5 separate regions of the Mus musculus genome follow, and all the other regions are linked to region 4. A link is a contact called in public HiChIP or PLAC-seq and promoter capture Hi-C data. All regions are on one chromosome and are shown on one strand. The core of a region is the stretch at or near the end of the contact, and the rest is flanking DNA. Distances in the headings are between cores, read along the strand shown.

Region 1 (2,700 bases), core at 105-2,604, 1.8 Mb before region 4:
CAAAAATCCTAGGCCATAAAAACCGAATGCTCCTTCTCCCATGATGGCGTTTACTGGAACGGGAGCTGCGAGGAGGCCAGGTCTGCTTAACTGTGCCCCCACCCGAACATTCGAGCTCAGCCACAGAATTACCTCCAGCAAGAGCTTTGGGGGATGGAAACTTTTAGGGAAGCAGGTGGAGTTGCTTCAAATAAAACTTTTCAAACATTTGTTAAGTCCCACGGTTACTGAGAGCCTCCCCGGTTTGCCTCGAGCTACTACATGGTGCCTGTGCACAACCGCGCCTGCTGCCACTCCGTCCCGACGCTCCCTTCCACTAGGGGAGGGGAAAACAACTTTCGGAAATAAGGCGCGTCCACAAAGGCAAGTGTTACACTGGACTTCTCCACCTCCATCTCAGGCAGCGGCTCCTGTGGCCAGCAGCCCTGGATGCAATCCACGGGCCCCCTCCCACACTGGGCATCTTTTCAGACCTCAAGAGAGAGACCGTAAGGAGGACCAGGTGCTACCGTCAGACCCTAAAGGCAATTGTACAGACAACAAAGACCGCAAGCGATCAAAATGGAATTATAATCCCCGCGGTCCCAGCGCCCCCTCTCCGCCCGCCGAGACTCAGGGCCGCCGCGCCCGCCTCTTCTCTTCCAACGCAAGGGTCCCGCGTCCTGTCCACAGTGTGCGCCCCGGCTGCAGGTTCTCCGGTCCCCGGGGCTAGCCTCCCGCCGCCCGTGGTTTTGCAATCTCTGCGCCGCGGCTTCAGTGTTCTAACACCCGGTTCGAAATCTTTCCCGCCCAGGCGTGACGCGAGGAATGCAAACAATCAGCCGAGCGCGCCCGCCTGGACCGGGATAGGGGGACAGTGGGGAGTCCCGGGGCCGAGCTGGGTGCACCCGCGGGCCGGGCCCGGAGGTGACACAAAGAAGCCCGGGACACCAACGCCAATCGCTGGCGCTCGCCGCGATCCCCAGGGTGCCCCGCCCGCCGCTAAGTTTACAGCGCCCCGCGCGCCCCGCTGTCCCCTCCCGGGTGAAGTTTCCCACGGCCCAGCTGGGAGCCGGGCATCCAGAGACTCCCGTGGGCCCCCCGGGCTCCCCGCTGGGCTCTGGGGACTCCGCAGGGCTCGTGCCCGCCTCTTCCCCGCCCTCCCGCTCTCGCAGGGCGCTTTAGGGCGCGGAGCCCCCCGCGGCTGCGCTCACCGTTGTCTGCCCGGCCGGGAGGCGAGGGCCGGAGTTCGACCCGACCTACTCCGCGCCCCCCTCGCCTCGCTGCCTCGATGGCGCCCCTCGATCGCTCTCCCGCTCGCTCTTCCGTGCGGCCGAAGGCTTGCGGCGCAGCCGAGCGCGCTCCGCTCTGGACTGGAGGCTACAGACCACGCCCCGCGCCCTCCCGGCCCGCCCAGTCCCGCGCTCGCCGCCGCCCGGAGCAGCGCACTGGGGGCGGAGCCGCCTCCCTGCGGCCACCGCAACTTTCCCTCCGCCTTACAGACCCTTGCAGGTGGCGGGAGTGAGGAACTAACTCCGAACGCAGGTTCACGAGCCTCCGCCTCCGTGCCTACCCGCAGCTGGAGACAAAGGGGAGGCCGACTCTCCTAGAACACTTTTCAGGCGGGTTTCACTTCTTCACGGTGGGTGGATGCCTAGATCTACAAATCAGCGAGCCGACCGCGATCCGGTCCTTGAACCCAGGTGGAGCCTTAGAGAAACATGGACTTTTCATCGGCTTCTTAAGAGTGTCAGGAAGCCCAGACCTCGACCTCACCTACGGAGGTAAGATAAGGAGGTGCTTATTTAACAATGCAGATAAGTGACACCCCCCACCCTATTTCCCTGTCCCCCCCCCCCCCGCCCCGCGCGTGCCAGCCTGCAGGATGGGCTGAGGAGAGCCGCCTCAAACAACGACATTCAGGAGAAAGTGGGTCCCTGGGAATCTGTCCTGTAGGTGTCAGTTGGATTTTCCAGCAAATTACTCAATCCTGTGAACTCAGGATGACATCACCTGACTCCCACTCGCGTTTCGAGTCGCTGTTATAGTATTAAGACTCTTGAAGTCAGACACCAACGCATCACTTCACTGTTAAATCACAAAGAGGCAGTGGCCTGAGTTTCTATCGCAATCAAATTTAACTTCATGCAAGTCCCGCCTCATGCATATTGTGTAGCTGCAGAATCTTATCTGGATTGCTTAGTGCGCTACTGATGGCCCAAATTAAATGGTAAGGGTCGAAGATTAAAAGTTTGACGACAGTGGGTTCAGCTAATCCATGTTTCCGGGAAACGTAGGTTTTAATTCTATCCACACTCTCCTCTCTGCGAGTATTGAGGTGACACAAGTAAACTGTGAAAATACATGCTTTATTGTCTTTTTTCGCCGTACTATATCTGCATGGCATTTCTTGTATTCTAGGTTCACTCTGACCTTCCAAGTTCTTAGACTATTTGCTATGCATCCCGTAATGGCTTGGTGGGCGGAGCTCGAGGTGTGGTTCAGTGGGTAGCCTGCTTGCCTAGCTTTGATCCTCAGCACTTCATATAAACATGAAGTGATGGTGCCCACTTGTAATCCAACACTCAGGAGGTGGGGACAGGAGGATTGGGAAATCAAGGCTTGCCTCAGCCACATAGCAAGTCTGAGACCACGATGGGGTACAAAAGACTTTCTCAAAAAATATTTTTTCAAATATATATATTTCAAAATAAATATATA
Region 2 (2,700 bases), core at 171-2,670, 1.4 Mb before region 4:
TCTCTGTCCTGTTCCCTTGAGGCAAGGTCTCACTAAACCTGGAGCATGCAGCTTTGATTGCACTGGTTGGCTAGTGAGCTCTTGGGATCTGCCTGTCTCGACTCTGATGCTAGGGTTACTGGCTTCTTTGTGGGTGCTGAGGATTTGAACCCAGGACCTTATGTTTGTAGAACAGGTACTCTTACATGACAAGCCCTCTTCCCATCCCTTGAGGTGCATTGTTTTTCTTATTCTATGACCTTTATACCCAGCCCAGCAACAAGTTGGCTGAGCTAACAGTCCCCGAAATGGGATTGTTGAAAGGCCACATATATAAAGACTCAGTATCGAATGAAATTGTTTTGATCACATCCTGAAATTTATTTCAAAATTCTTCCTACAGACAGCAAGTCCTTTTTTGGTAAGTGTTCTTTTCTGACAAGAATGGCTATTTTATAAGTCAATGGGAAATATCAAAGGCCAGGAATTGAAGCCATCCGTGCATGATGAAAATCTACTTTATGGACTTTGTTTTGACAATGGTTTGGCCTTTAGATTTGGAGAAAACGTCAAAAACTTATTAAAAACAGGATATGAGAGAGAAGAAAAGGGGGGTGGGGAATTTTTTTTCCCTAACAATGACATGAGATGTCACCTGCTGCCTTTGGAAGTTGACACGCACACATATAAAAAGCACAGCAAGTAAATGAATGTGCTTGCTTGTAATGCTTGCTTGTAGTGTGATGGCTCTGTCCGTTATGCAGAGTGGGGGAGAAAGCCTTAGAAAGTGCGGTAGGCTATTGCCTTTGGACAAACTTCTCACGAATAATTCCAAAGCTCCAGATGGATTCTGAAAATTCCAGGAGTTTGGCTGACTCCTGTTCATTCACTCTGGGACCCTGAGAGATGAGTGGGGACTTGCTGCCTCCCTCCCCACAGTGCTGCCAACCCACAGTGCTTTAGCATATTAGCCTGTCAGCCTGCCAGCCCGGGCCTCTGAATGAGGCAGGAGGAGCCCAAACTTGTCTCTTCCAATTCTGACAAGGGGAAAGATAACGAGACAGTCCATAAAGGCATTGTTGTGTGAGGAGGTTAACATAACATTTGGGTGTGCTGATCGTTCCAGGAAAAGTAGCCAACGGATCTTGGGTGTGATTTGGGATGTTCCGTGTGAGAGACACACAGAGCCCAGTTCTGAGGCGATTGTTTTGTCAAGCTCTACGTGCTCAGGGGGTCAGAGAGGAGAGTTTGTCCTGGTTCAGGGAAAGGGCACAGTCATGTTAAAAAGAATGCTCAAAAAAAATTCATTAGGGTCACCAAAGATTGAAAAGGAAAATTATGTCAAGGAAACACAGCCTTTATTGTTTACAGTGGTGCCCTTCCCGGGTCCTCGGAGTCAAATGACTTACTCAGCTAAGTATTTAGGACCCATCTGCAAAAGCTCAGAGACTCCTCAGTTAGGCACACATGTGTGCAATCTGCAGCAGGCTTGACCAAACTGACACCTTTCAAGGAAGTAAGACAAAACAAAGGAGAGATTGAGGCTGCAGACAGAACACCTTTCTGTTAGTTTCTTACAACACTTAGGGTGCATTGTTCCCAGGACTGGGAGATATGCCACAGCGGTACACAGCATACAAAATCTGATGGGAAGAAATGAAAACAAGCCAACTTGTAACAGGCCAAATCAAGAGAAACAGCAAGCTAATACTTTCCTCTTCCTTTGACTGGGGTGGGGTGCACTGAAGAAGCACAGTAGTATCTAGAAGGGTTGGGGACTGGAGCCAGGCTGGCCGCACTCTTGCCTGCAACGGACAAAGCCTAGACTTTGAGTCTCAGCTCTGTATAAAATCAGATGTGCTGATACCAGCAAGAGGTAGAGGCAAAAGGATCAAGGTTATCCTTAGACATATGTAGAGTTCAAGGCCAGCTTGGGCTACATGAGAATGTTCTGAAAACCCAAACAAACAAACAAACAAAAAAACAAAACAGTGGCTAGAAGGAACAGAGGCAAATGTCTTCCCAGCTGCAGGCAAGCCTGAGGGCAAACAGGCCAACAGGGATAGCCTGCAGAGCCGGAACTTTTGGTATGTTAGTTCATGGTGGTGCCACAGGAATCCAAGGAAGTAAGACTTGTGCCAACAGGCCCAAAGAACTTGGGGAGACAAGGTGCATCCATCTCTCAAACCAGGGGAGGGAACCACTCTGCTCTACTGTTCCTAGAAGTCTTTGCAAAAGGAGTCCCAGACTGAAGAATTTGTTTGCAGACTCTAGGAAGGAGGCAGAGAACACTGTGGCCAGAGCATCAACTCAGACCCTCTCTCTGCCACTCACCTCTCTAAACCTCATTTCTGTCTAGGAGAGTTTGAACAATTATGCACACACTGCAGAAGGTGCTTCAAGGATTAACTATGGGGAAGCCTGTGCCACGCCCAGGACCAGAGCATCACTACATAGATGCTAGCTATTATAATGAAGTATCTGACAGAGGAGCCAAAGACTGAGAACCTAAAAACGTCTCTGTAATTACGTGAGTCGTCACAAAACCAGTTAAAAAAACAAAACAAAACAATCTCACTTGGTCTTCTCAATTGGCTTTCATATGCTCAACATGATTGTAAACCAGAGAGCAGTTGCTAGGAGAGGCTGTCAAAAGGTAATCAAGCGATGAGCCCTGCCACTGTTCTTAAAATAAAGCTGAAATGAAACCGGAGGCTTTTG
Region 3 (2,700 bases), core at 120-2,619, 1.7 Mb before region 4:
TCCCTTCATAGTCCTAAAATAAGAACCATCACTACCTGTGATATAAAGATCAGGGCATGGCAAAGACCAAAACCCCGGGGGGTCAGGTTACAAGCCCCCTAGGATGGCAAGCTCCCAACTCCAATTTCCCCCAGGAATTCCCTTTAGTAACTTCATAGATAAAGGTCCAGAAGGCAGTGGAAGCCAGCATCTCAGTGTTCAGGATATGAAAAGAGTATGTCAGTTCCCTAACCATTCTTAACCCACTGTAGGTCAGGACTCCTGGCTATGCCATGACACCAAGACCGATATTAATTAGAAACTGCAACTAATCAAACAATAATCTCTATCTCCAACTCTACTAGCTGTAAATGGGACCAACCTAAACTCACCTTGGGGGGATTTCCAGGGGAAGGATACCTTTTAACAGCACCAAGATATATCCCCTAGTTAGTTCCCCTTATTCAGATTCCTGTGGGTATACACAGCACGTTAATTTCACGAGTCCCAGCCGAATGTATTTCCAGGGACAATCTGGCTTGTTTGCATTATCGCTTAACCAAGTACGTATTTTCTGAATTGTTTACACTGGAAAACGCGGTCTCATGGTTGTTATACCACAGGTATTCATCTATAATGAAAAGAGGGTAGAGTCCACCTAAACTAGATTCAGGGCTTCTTGGTGTTCAAGGACAGAGCTCATTCCCCTATTGGTAGGGCCAGATGTCATGTCTCCACTACAGTTGGAACATCAGCCCTGTATCAAACTAAAGTTTAAAAGCAACATCAAAATAGGACAGATGAGACAGGACCTGACCATTATGGACTTCAATTCCCAGAGTTACCTGGGGCCGAGGCAAAACTACCTCCAGATTTTGTAATTGCGCTCCTGTCAACCTTGAGTCATAGCCATGCTGGAGTGAAGGCCGGATACTGCTCGTTCAAACCCGCCTGTATAGCTAGGCTTTGTGATCACGTGTGGTTATTTCAGATCCACGAAATCCTGCCTCAGCCCCACTCCTCTGGTCCGCGAAATAACTTTACACCCGAGTCCGAGGAAGCGGAAGAAGTGCTGGAAGAAACTGCAAAGCCACATCCGCATGAAAAGGCGGAATCGGTGACGATCTTGCCTTTTATTGGCCACACGTCCAGGAAGCTGGGTCCCAGGGACTTCCGTTAACCTGACCTAGAGGGAGGTGTTGTATGGCGTGGTCCGTAGACCGAGTTACGCATGCGCAGACCTTCTGCCCTCGTCCAATCGGAAGGTAGCAAGCAAAGGCGCGCGGCTCCCGCTTCAGAAGAGCCCGCTGGTTATGGTCCGGCCTCTGTGCTATGGACCAATCCGCTTCAGCTTCCTCTATATTTTTACCCAATCAGAGCCGGAGGGCGGAGTTCCAGCCGGCCGTGGGCAGAGCGTGCGTTTTCTCCAGCTCCAGTGTGGGGTTTGCTGCGGAGGTACTTTCTGCTGGGCAGGGCGGGCAGCTCTCTCGACCGGCGGCCACTGGGTGGCACGCGCGTGGAGAGCCCTGGGCGGGGAGCGCAGAAGGGGAGCGGGTGGTGTGAGAGGGAGCACGTGCATGCGCAGGGACCGCGTGGGTCTCTGTATGCCAGGATGTGGGGTCCATGCCACCCGAAGGTCTCTGCTTCAGTTTCGAGGAAGGGTGGGTAGGTCCCTGCTCGCTCTTGCCTGCCCTTCCTCTCACTCATCCCACACCCACCTCCTGGCTCCGGCCTTTTTCCACATCAAAAAGCAGATTTTTTCATTTGGTACGCGGAGCCAAGTCGTACAGTATGTGCTGTGATGCAGGCTACTAGGCTAAGTTCCTTACGTGTGTGGTGTCATCTAGGCCACACAGCTGTCCACCGAGCTAGGTGCTGGTCGGGTGTGGTGAAGCACACCGGGGATCCCAGTACTGACTGGGAGGGAGGTAGAGGCAAGAGGATCTCTTTGAGTTTCCAGCTAACCAGTGCTTCTTGGGAAAACTTTGTCATGCACACACACACACACACACACAAACCTAATTCACAACGAAAACCACCCAAGAGGCAGTGCTGGCAGCATCTTATTTTTGTGAAATGTCTCATTTAGGCTAACTCTGACAACTTAAATTGAGGGAATTCAGCTTCCACAAATGTAAAATTAAAGATAGTACAACTAGTAAAACGCTCCTGTTTTCTTTCCTAACTTGAAATTGTTTTAAAGCCGGGCAGTGGTGGCACACGCCTTTGATCCCAGCACTTGGGAGGCAGAGGCAGGCGGATTTCTGAGTTCGAGGCCAGCCTGGTCTACAGAGTGAGTTCCAGAACAGCCAGGGCTACACAGAGAAACCCTGTCTTGAAAAAACAAAAAAAGAAAAGGAAAGAAAAAAGAAATTATTTTAAAATCCTAAACAGTGTACCAGGAAACCAGTTAATTGGTTATTATCCAAGTAAGATGAACTGGTAGGAAGGCATCAGTCTAAAGGTCTACTTCCTAACTTTGCTTTGCAATCATCAGGTTGTTAAAAAGTGCATGGTCCGTGCCAAATTGCTTCTCAGTGTTGTGATAATTCAGTGAAGATGTGGACTTATAGTCTATGTTATTGGTATCAACCATACCTGTTTCTGCTTCTTGTTTAAAGACCACAAAATCATGCAGCCTAGTTAACAATGTAAGTGTGAGATACCTCTGTGTTGACTACTTACCCGCCTATCTTGGGGTCAGGACAGTACTATCTAGAG
Region 4 (2,700 bases), core at 193-2,692:
TCTTCCCCCTAGACCTACCTAATGTGTATACTTTTGTCCATAGAAGCAGAGCTGAGAGCAAAAAGGGTTGTCTCTAGTAGTTAATTTTGTGCCACCCCCTGATCTACAGAAAGCAGAGAGGGTCCATTGGTGTCGCCACACAAACGAAATGATGGCGAATGGGAGATGAGTGAGCAACCACACACATGTCCATTTCTCTTGCATGCCTACTACTTATGAGATAGATACCCATCACTTTCCCGGGTATGGCAGGCTCACTACGCATGTGTATACACATAATCTACACATACATATACTTTTTTTGAAACAGGGTTTGTAACTTGATATCCTCCTGCCTCAGCCGCTCAAGTCCTGGGATTACTGACTTGAGCCTTTAAATCCAACAGCCACAGTTTTAAGGTTGGGAACAGGGCCACAATCCCACTACTGAGGGACTTGGGATATAAAAATGTCATCATAGCTTTTAACTCGAAACTGTGCATCCTCTGTACTGTATGCAAGCTGTGTTCTTGACTGAATAATGATAAGTTTGAAGGAAAAAATAATGAAATTTTGACCCTCAACACCTATTTTGTCCCCTCTCATCTCTCAAAATTGCCTTATTATTGTCTGTAATCACATGGTACATTCAGTGAATGAAGTCCCTACTGTGTGCCATGACTTTTGCTGAGGACTTTAGATGCTAAGTCTAAGACAAGTGTTGTGACTTATTTTACTCTGCACTCCTTTTGAGGTTCCACTAACAGGTCAAGCTACAGCTACATGTAACCAGTTTTCTTAGCGGTAACCCTAATTTCCAAAAACAGCAGCAAAGACTCCAAGATGCCAACAGCAGGCCAGCCTGAAGCCTTGCAACTCTTCCAGTCTTCGGTGTCAACCTTCCTTCTCTGCACGCCCCTTTCATTCACTCTCCATGGCAGCCAGGCAAGGTCTGTGGCTTCAGAGCCCCAGAACAGAGCCCAGTGGGGCCACCCACCAGGAAGAGGGCGTGCCAATCTGACCCAGAACTCCAGGAAAACCTTGAACTCACAGCGCCCCAATACTGGGCTCCCTAAAAACTGGCTGTGGGCCTGGAGGCAGTCCCCAAAGGGCTGCGAGGCCCAGCCCTGCTGCCTTCAAGCATCAAGTGTCCCCTCCAGTCGGGTGCTGCATCCCTCCTGAGAGGTCCTCGGATCCCCAACCCTATCCAGTCCTGTCAGCCATAGCAGGTGATGGGCACGGTAACAAGGGCGGGCTCCGGAGATGGGGTACCCGGTCGCTGCCCCCGCGAGCTGGGCACAAAGGCAGGCGCGCGCGGGAGGAGAACTTGCCACCCCGGATGCCTTGCCCCCGCCCCCGGGGAACCCCGCACTTACTGTCAGTCGCCATGGTCGCGTCGGGGGGTTGCAGGGCGGCCGCCCGCGGCTGGGGTACCCACGCCGCGCCCGGCCGCGCGCGTTCTCGACAGGCCCCGCGCGCTCGAGGGCCGCGACGCGCACAGACGCTCCCGCCGCGCGCCCCCGTCGCGCCGCCCCGAGCCCCGTGGTGGCTGCCAGCTGGGTCGCCCCCGCCAGCGTCCCCACACCCTAGCGGAGCCGACCGCCACCGAACCTGCCCTGCCCAGCCCGTAGCATCATCCCTCCCTAAGACAAAGCAGCTAGCAACCTGGCCCGCTCCTCTCCAGGTTTCTTGCCCGCTCTATTCTCCCGCTGAACAAACACTTGGTATCCTGCCTTGCTTTTTTCAATTCATCCGGGCCTGGTGCTTCTTTCCAGCAATGTCGACCCTGAGCCCTAGCTCAAAGGAGCAAAGCAGGGAGCAGGTGGGGGAGAGAGAAGCAAGGATCACACAGGTGCCTCCTGTGTGTGAGGACCAAGACTCCTCTCATCCTCTTGTTTTGTCTCCAAGGTGAAAATAGAGCCTTGTGTGTAGTAGGCTATCAGATCTCTATTAAGCGACTTAATGGAGGACTCTAACTGGAAACCTGCGTGAATTAATGAGTTAGTGAATAAATGGCCAATTAACTAATTAGATGTGAACAGGATGGGTGACTAACGAGTGGATAATTGCGAGCCAGACCACAGGCGGCTCCGATGACTTGTATTAAAGGACCAGCTCCACGAGAAAAGCAATCAGTATTGCCTCAAGGACCATCGCGGTTAAAAGGACTTTGAAATGAGTCCACCTGTGGGCGTTTGTTCGCAGTACATCTTGTTGAATGCTATAAACCAATTACTGAAAGATCCTTGCTATATTTAGGGACCAGTAGCAAATGAGAAACCACCACCACATGGGGAAGCATCAAGTGGCTCAAACTCAAAGCCTAAGCACGGGAAGGCATTGGGTTTTTGTTTTTCGTTGTTGTTTGTGCAGGCACGATGCCTTTGGTCGGCTTGAGGCCACTCATTTAACCCAAACAGTAAGGATGCCAGTGGGCGTCATCTCAGGCATCGCTGGGCACCAACAGAATTCAGGTGCAAAGCAGAATCAGAAACAGTTGCCGTCTGACCAGGTGGGCAAAGGAAAATACCGGAAAACAACAAAAGGGTCCTCTCTGATCAGTCCACAGGATGTAGGTGAGGGAGTCAGCACGATGAGGGTGAACCGCATCCACATTCTGCTGGCTGCGGCTTTCATTTTAATCTGTTTACGGCACATGTGATTCTCAAGCATAGACACCAGGTTCATGTTTTAGTTCTAACAACCCTCGGTGGTGATGGT
Region 5 (2,717 bases), core at 48-2,547, 1.2 Mb before region 4:
GAAAGAAAAATTACCGTAGGGTAAAACCTGGATCCTGGCTTTACATTTAACTCTCTGCCAGAGATAGATACATAGATAGGTAGGTAGGTAGGTAGGTAGGTAGGTAGGTAGGTAGGTAGATAGATAGATAGAGCGAGCAAGAGACAGACAGAGACAGAGACAGACAGAGAGACAGAGAGCTAGGGAGAGCACTTTAAAGGCCAGTGAATGGAGGAGTATTTCACTGTCACAGGCCCGTAGGTAGCAAGTAGATGCTGCTGCTCTTACTCTCAGGATGCCCTCTGTTTGACAGGCAATCATTTCCACAAAGATTACCTCGCCCTGGGTAGCTTGACCCCAGCAACCAAGATGTATCATTCAACTAACCTTTACCCTTTGCCCCCTGCCTCTCCCCCAACTCAGAGCCTTTTCTGTTCCCAGAGGGTTCTTGACTCCACAGGCCCAGGTGGAGTCTCCTAAAGGGAAGTTTAGGGTTGCCCTACGCTTGTGGCTTGGGTATCATATTTAGGCAGAGGGTTTATTACCAACAGATTGATAAACTCCATCCTCAGAGTTCTTAGCGCCCCTACTTAGGGATAAGGCCCCCAAATTTGCATGTCAAGACTTCTTAGGGGATGCTAATGCTGTAGCCTGGAGCAAAAACAGCGCCTTTCACAAAAGAAGGGGCTGCCAAGCTCTTTGGGCTCCCCCTTTCTTTTCATGTCTTCCGGTCCCTTTCTCACTTGTGGAAATTTCCCTTTCGTGTGGCTGCCCCCTGCTTTTAGACCGCTTTTTAACAGTCCCACTCCGGTCCAGGTCCTGAATGTAGAGGAGGGCGGCCTCTCCCCAGCCTTGCGCAGCTTTATTCTCTCAGCTTGTACCACTTTTCCACGCAAGCGCTGCCGGTTGCTCGCGCTCTTGTCTGAATTGTTGACTCTCTCTTTGGACTGCTAGCATCGAGCATTAAGTGAACTCTTATTTTTCTTTTTTCTTTTTTCCAAGTTTGGGTAGGGGGATCCGGTTTCCTGTTCTCCTGTACTTAGCAGCCCTGGGGTAGCTCTCCAGAGGCTGTGTCAGAGCCAACCTCCCTCCCCACCCCTCGCGCGCCAAATCCAGCCTGGGGCGCAGGGCCATTCCGGGTGCCAGCTCTGCTCTCATATTCCATCTGGCTTCTGCTCCAAATAGTGGGGTTTCTCAGGGTGTAGAAAGCTCCCGTGTGGAGGCTTCAGGCGCCAGAGCCCGGAGGGGGGCGGTAGCAGCGTCAGGTGGCTGCTCCGCGTCCCCGAGCGCCACCCAGTCACTTCCTACTCGGCGCACAGTCTGGGCTAGAGCAGGAGCCCTCTTGCATCTCAGCCCCAGGACCCGAGTCCTCCGGAGCTGCTGGGGTTTCGGACAGCGGCAGCAGGAGAAGCTGAGATGTGACCTGCTCTCCCCAGAGATTGCCATTTCCCTCTCTGGTGCCTGCCTCGCGAACAACAGCCCGCACCAGCCAGCGAGCACTTGTCTGGATCTTCCTGGAGAAAGGAGCAGCCACTAGGCGCTCGCAAAGCCTGGACAGAACTTTGGCTGCCCTGGGTAGCTGTGAAACAGCTGAGTGAGAAGGGTGGGCTAGGAGACCAAGGGAGCAGAGAGCTAAGGAATGGGGTCTTAGCCTGGGCTAGGGGTGGGGAGAGGGAAGTCGAGTTGCTCCTCGCTCTCTCCCAGAGCCCGGGCGCGGGGCAGAGGGAGAAATGCTGAGCCCGCGTCCGGGCTCCTGCCTCCCCGGCAGCATCTTCAGCAGCAGCCTCAGCATCAGCACCGGCGGGACAGCGACAGCGGGGGCGGCGCAGGCGCACTGTGCCCGGCGGAGCCTGCAGTTCCCCAGCCCCGTGTGCGGCACCGCCACAGTCTGGGCAGCGGCGGCCGGGGGAGCGCTACTACCATGAACTGCTTGGTCCTCCTTCCCAGAGCTGCTCATCCGGGTCGGGCTGGAGACACACTCAGGGGACCCCGCCGCCGCCGCCGCGCCCCCTTTTCTTTCAGCACCATCTCCACTACCTTTTCCTCCTCTTCTTCCACCTTTTCTTCCTGCTTCCCCCCCTCCCCCGCCGCGGATCCTGGCCGCTGCTTTCCAGACCCAGGATGCCGGGGGGCAAGAGAGGGCTGGTGGCTCCGCAGAACACATTTTTGGAGAACATCGTCAGGCGCTCCAGTGGTAAGGAGAGTTGCAGTTCAGAACATTCCCTACCTTCATCCCGCCCACGGCGCCCCCGTCCTGCCCATCCCATCCCTCTTCTAAGGGGGGAGGGGGTGTAGGCAGTGGTACCTGGTGGCTTAGGGTGGGTGGGGGCCGGGAAGGAGGTGGTGGAGGGACTTAAGTTGCATCTGTTTCCTAAGAGAGATGTACCCCCTCCCACCTGTCCAGACCTTAGAGTAGGAGCTAGGAAAGGGGGTGGGTAGAGCGGAGGTCCATCAAAATAGCTTTGAATTTCACTTTGATGATGAATCGCTCCTTGTCCCATCGCTCCCCAAACAAGCTGCAAGCGCTGACCAAATTCTTAGAGCCAGTTTTTGGAGGAAGCTTTCCTTTTAAGTTGGGAATGACTGGGAAAGTGGCCACTTCATCAAATTTAAGTCACTAGGATGGCTTTTGGACCCACTGTGCACAACTGAAAGTACCCTGCCTTAGGGCGAGTAGTCGGAATTGAATCCTAAACAGTCAGTGCTTGGAAAATGGGAAGGCAGTTACTCGGATCAAA

Evidence for each region. Promoter capture Hi-C pulls out the DNA fragments that hold promoters and counts their contacts. HiChIP or PLAC-seq counts read pairs in DNA pulled down with a chosen protein or histone mark.
Region 1: a promoter capture Hi-C map of cranial neural crest shows a contact between it and region 4. The contact joins the promoter of Syne2 here to the promoter of Syt16 in region 4. A contact is called at or near these places in 1 of 39 promoter capture datasets (cranial neural crest) and 2 of 115 datasets of contacts at active chromatin or transcription factors (astrocytes and stem cell-derived neural progenitor cells).
Region 2: an H3K4me3 HiChIP or PLAC-seq map of embryonic forebrain shows a contact between it and region 4, with 13 times the contacts expected there. The contact joins the enhancer-like site here to the promoter of Syt16 in region 4. A contact is called at or near these places in 9 of 39 promoter capture datasets (the 3T3-L1 cell line, cranial neural crest, embryonic stem cells and 3 more), 3 of 484 Hi-C or Micro-C datasets (all in embryonic stem cells) and 3 of 115 datasets of contacts at active chromatin or transcription factors (embryonic forebrain, embryonic stem cells and forebrain).
Region 3: a promoter capture Hi-C map of embryonic stem cells shows a contact between it and region 4, with 4 times the contacts expected there. The contact joins the promoter of Wdr89 here to the promoter of Syt16 in region 4. A contact is called at or near these places in 9 of 39 promoter capture datasets (the 3T3-L1 cell line, cranial neural crest, embryonic stem cells and 3 more) and 2 of 115 datasets of contacts at active chromatin or transcription factors (astrocytes and large pre-B cells).
Region 5: a promoter capture Hi-C map of hippocampal neurons shows a contact between it and region 4, with 5 times the contacts expected there. The contact joins the promoter of Kcnh5 here to the promoter of Syt16 in region 4. A contact is called at or near these places in 3 of 39 promoter capture datasets (the 3T3-L1 cell line, hippocampal neurons and liver), 3 of 115 datasets of contacts at active chromatin or transcription factors (astrocytes, embryonic forebrain and forebrain) and 1 of 9 other capture datasets (embryonic stem cells).

Annotation. Positions count from the first base shown.
Region 1 is chr12:75,816,972-75,819,671 of GRCm38.p6, reverse strand. It overlaps Syne2 (spectrin repeat containing, nuclear envelope 2), which reads right to left and starts at 1,354. Exons shown (of 116, transcript NM_001005510.2): 1 at 1,194-1,354. Gm40447 (collagen alpha-1(II) chain-like) reads left to right here and starts at 44. Exons shown (of 7, transcript XM_011244246.1): 1 at 44-175; 2 at 321-1,763. The coding sequence starts at 44. The coding sequence ends at 1,589.
Region 2 is chr12:75,395,596-75,398,295 of GRCm38.p6, reverse strand. The region is part of intron 4 of Rhoj (ras homolog family member J); the gene reads right to left. Among named protein-coding and RNA genes, the nearest start is that of Gm34613, 19 kb to the left of the region's middle. Within about 2 kb of position 1,420, at least 30 of the 459 cell types and tissues checked have an H3K27ac peak or open chromatin away from gene starts, as enhancers often do.
Region 3 is chr12:75,668,206-75,670,905 of GRCm38.p6, reverse strand. It overlaps Wdr89 (WD repeat domain 89), which reads left to right and starts at 1,369. Exons shown (of 2, transcript NM_028203.1): 1 at 1,369-1,434. Gm34717 (a long non-coding RNA gene) reads right to left here and starts at 1,181. Exons shown (of 3, transcript XR_381697.2): 1 at 825-1,181.
Region 4 is chr12:73,996,519-73,999,218 of GRCm38.p6, reverse strand. It overlaps Syt16 (synaptotagmin XVI), which reads right to left and starts at 1,442. Exons shown (of 8, transcript NM_001364282.1): 1 at 1,356-1,442.
Region 5 is chr12:75,175,912-75,178,628 of GRCm38.p6, reverse strand. Kcnh5 (potassium voltage-gated channel, subfamily H (eag-related), member 5) reads left to right here and starts at 1,297. Exons shown (of 11, transcript NM_172805.3): 1 at 1,297-2,173. The coding sequence starts at 2,101.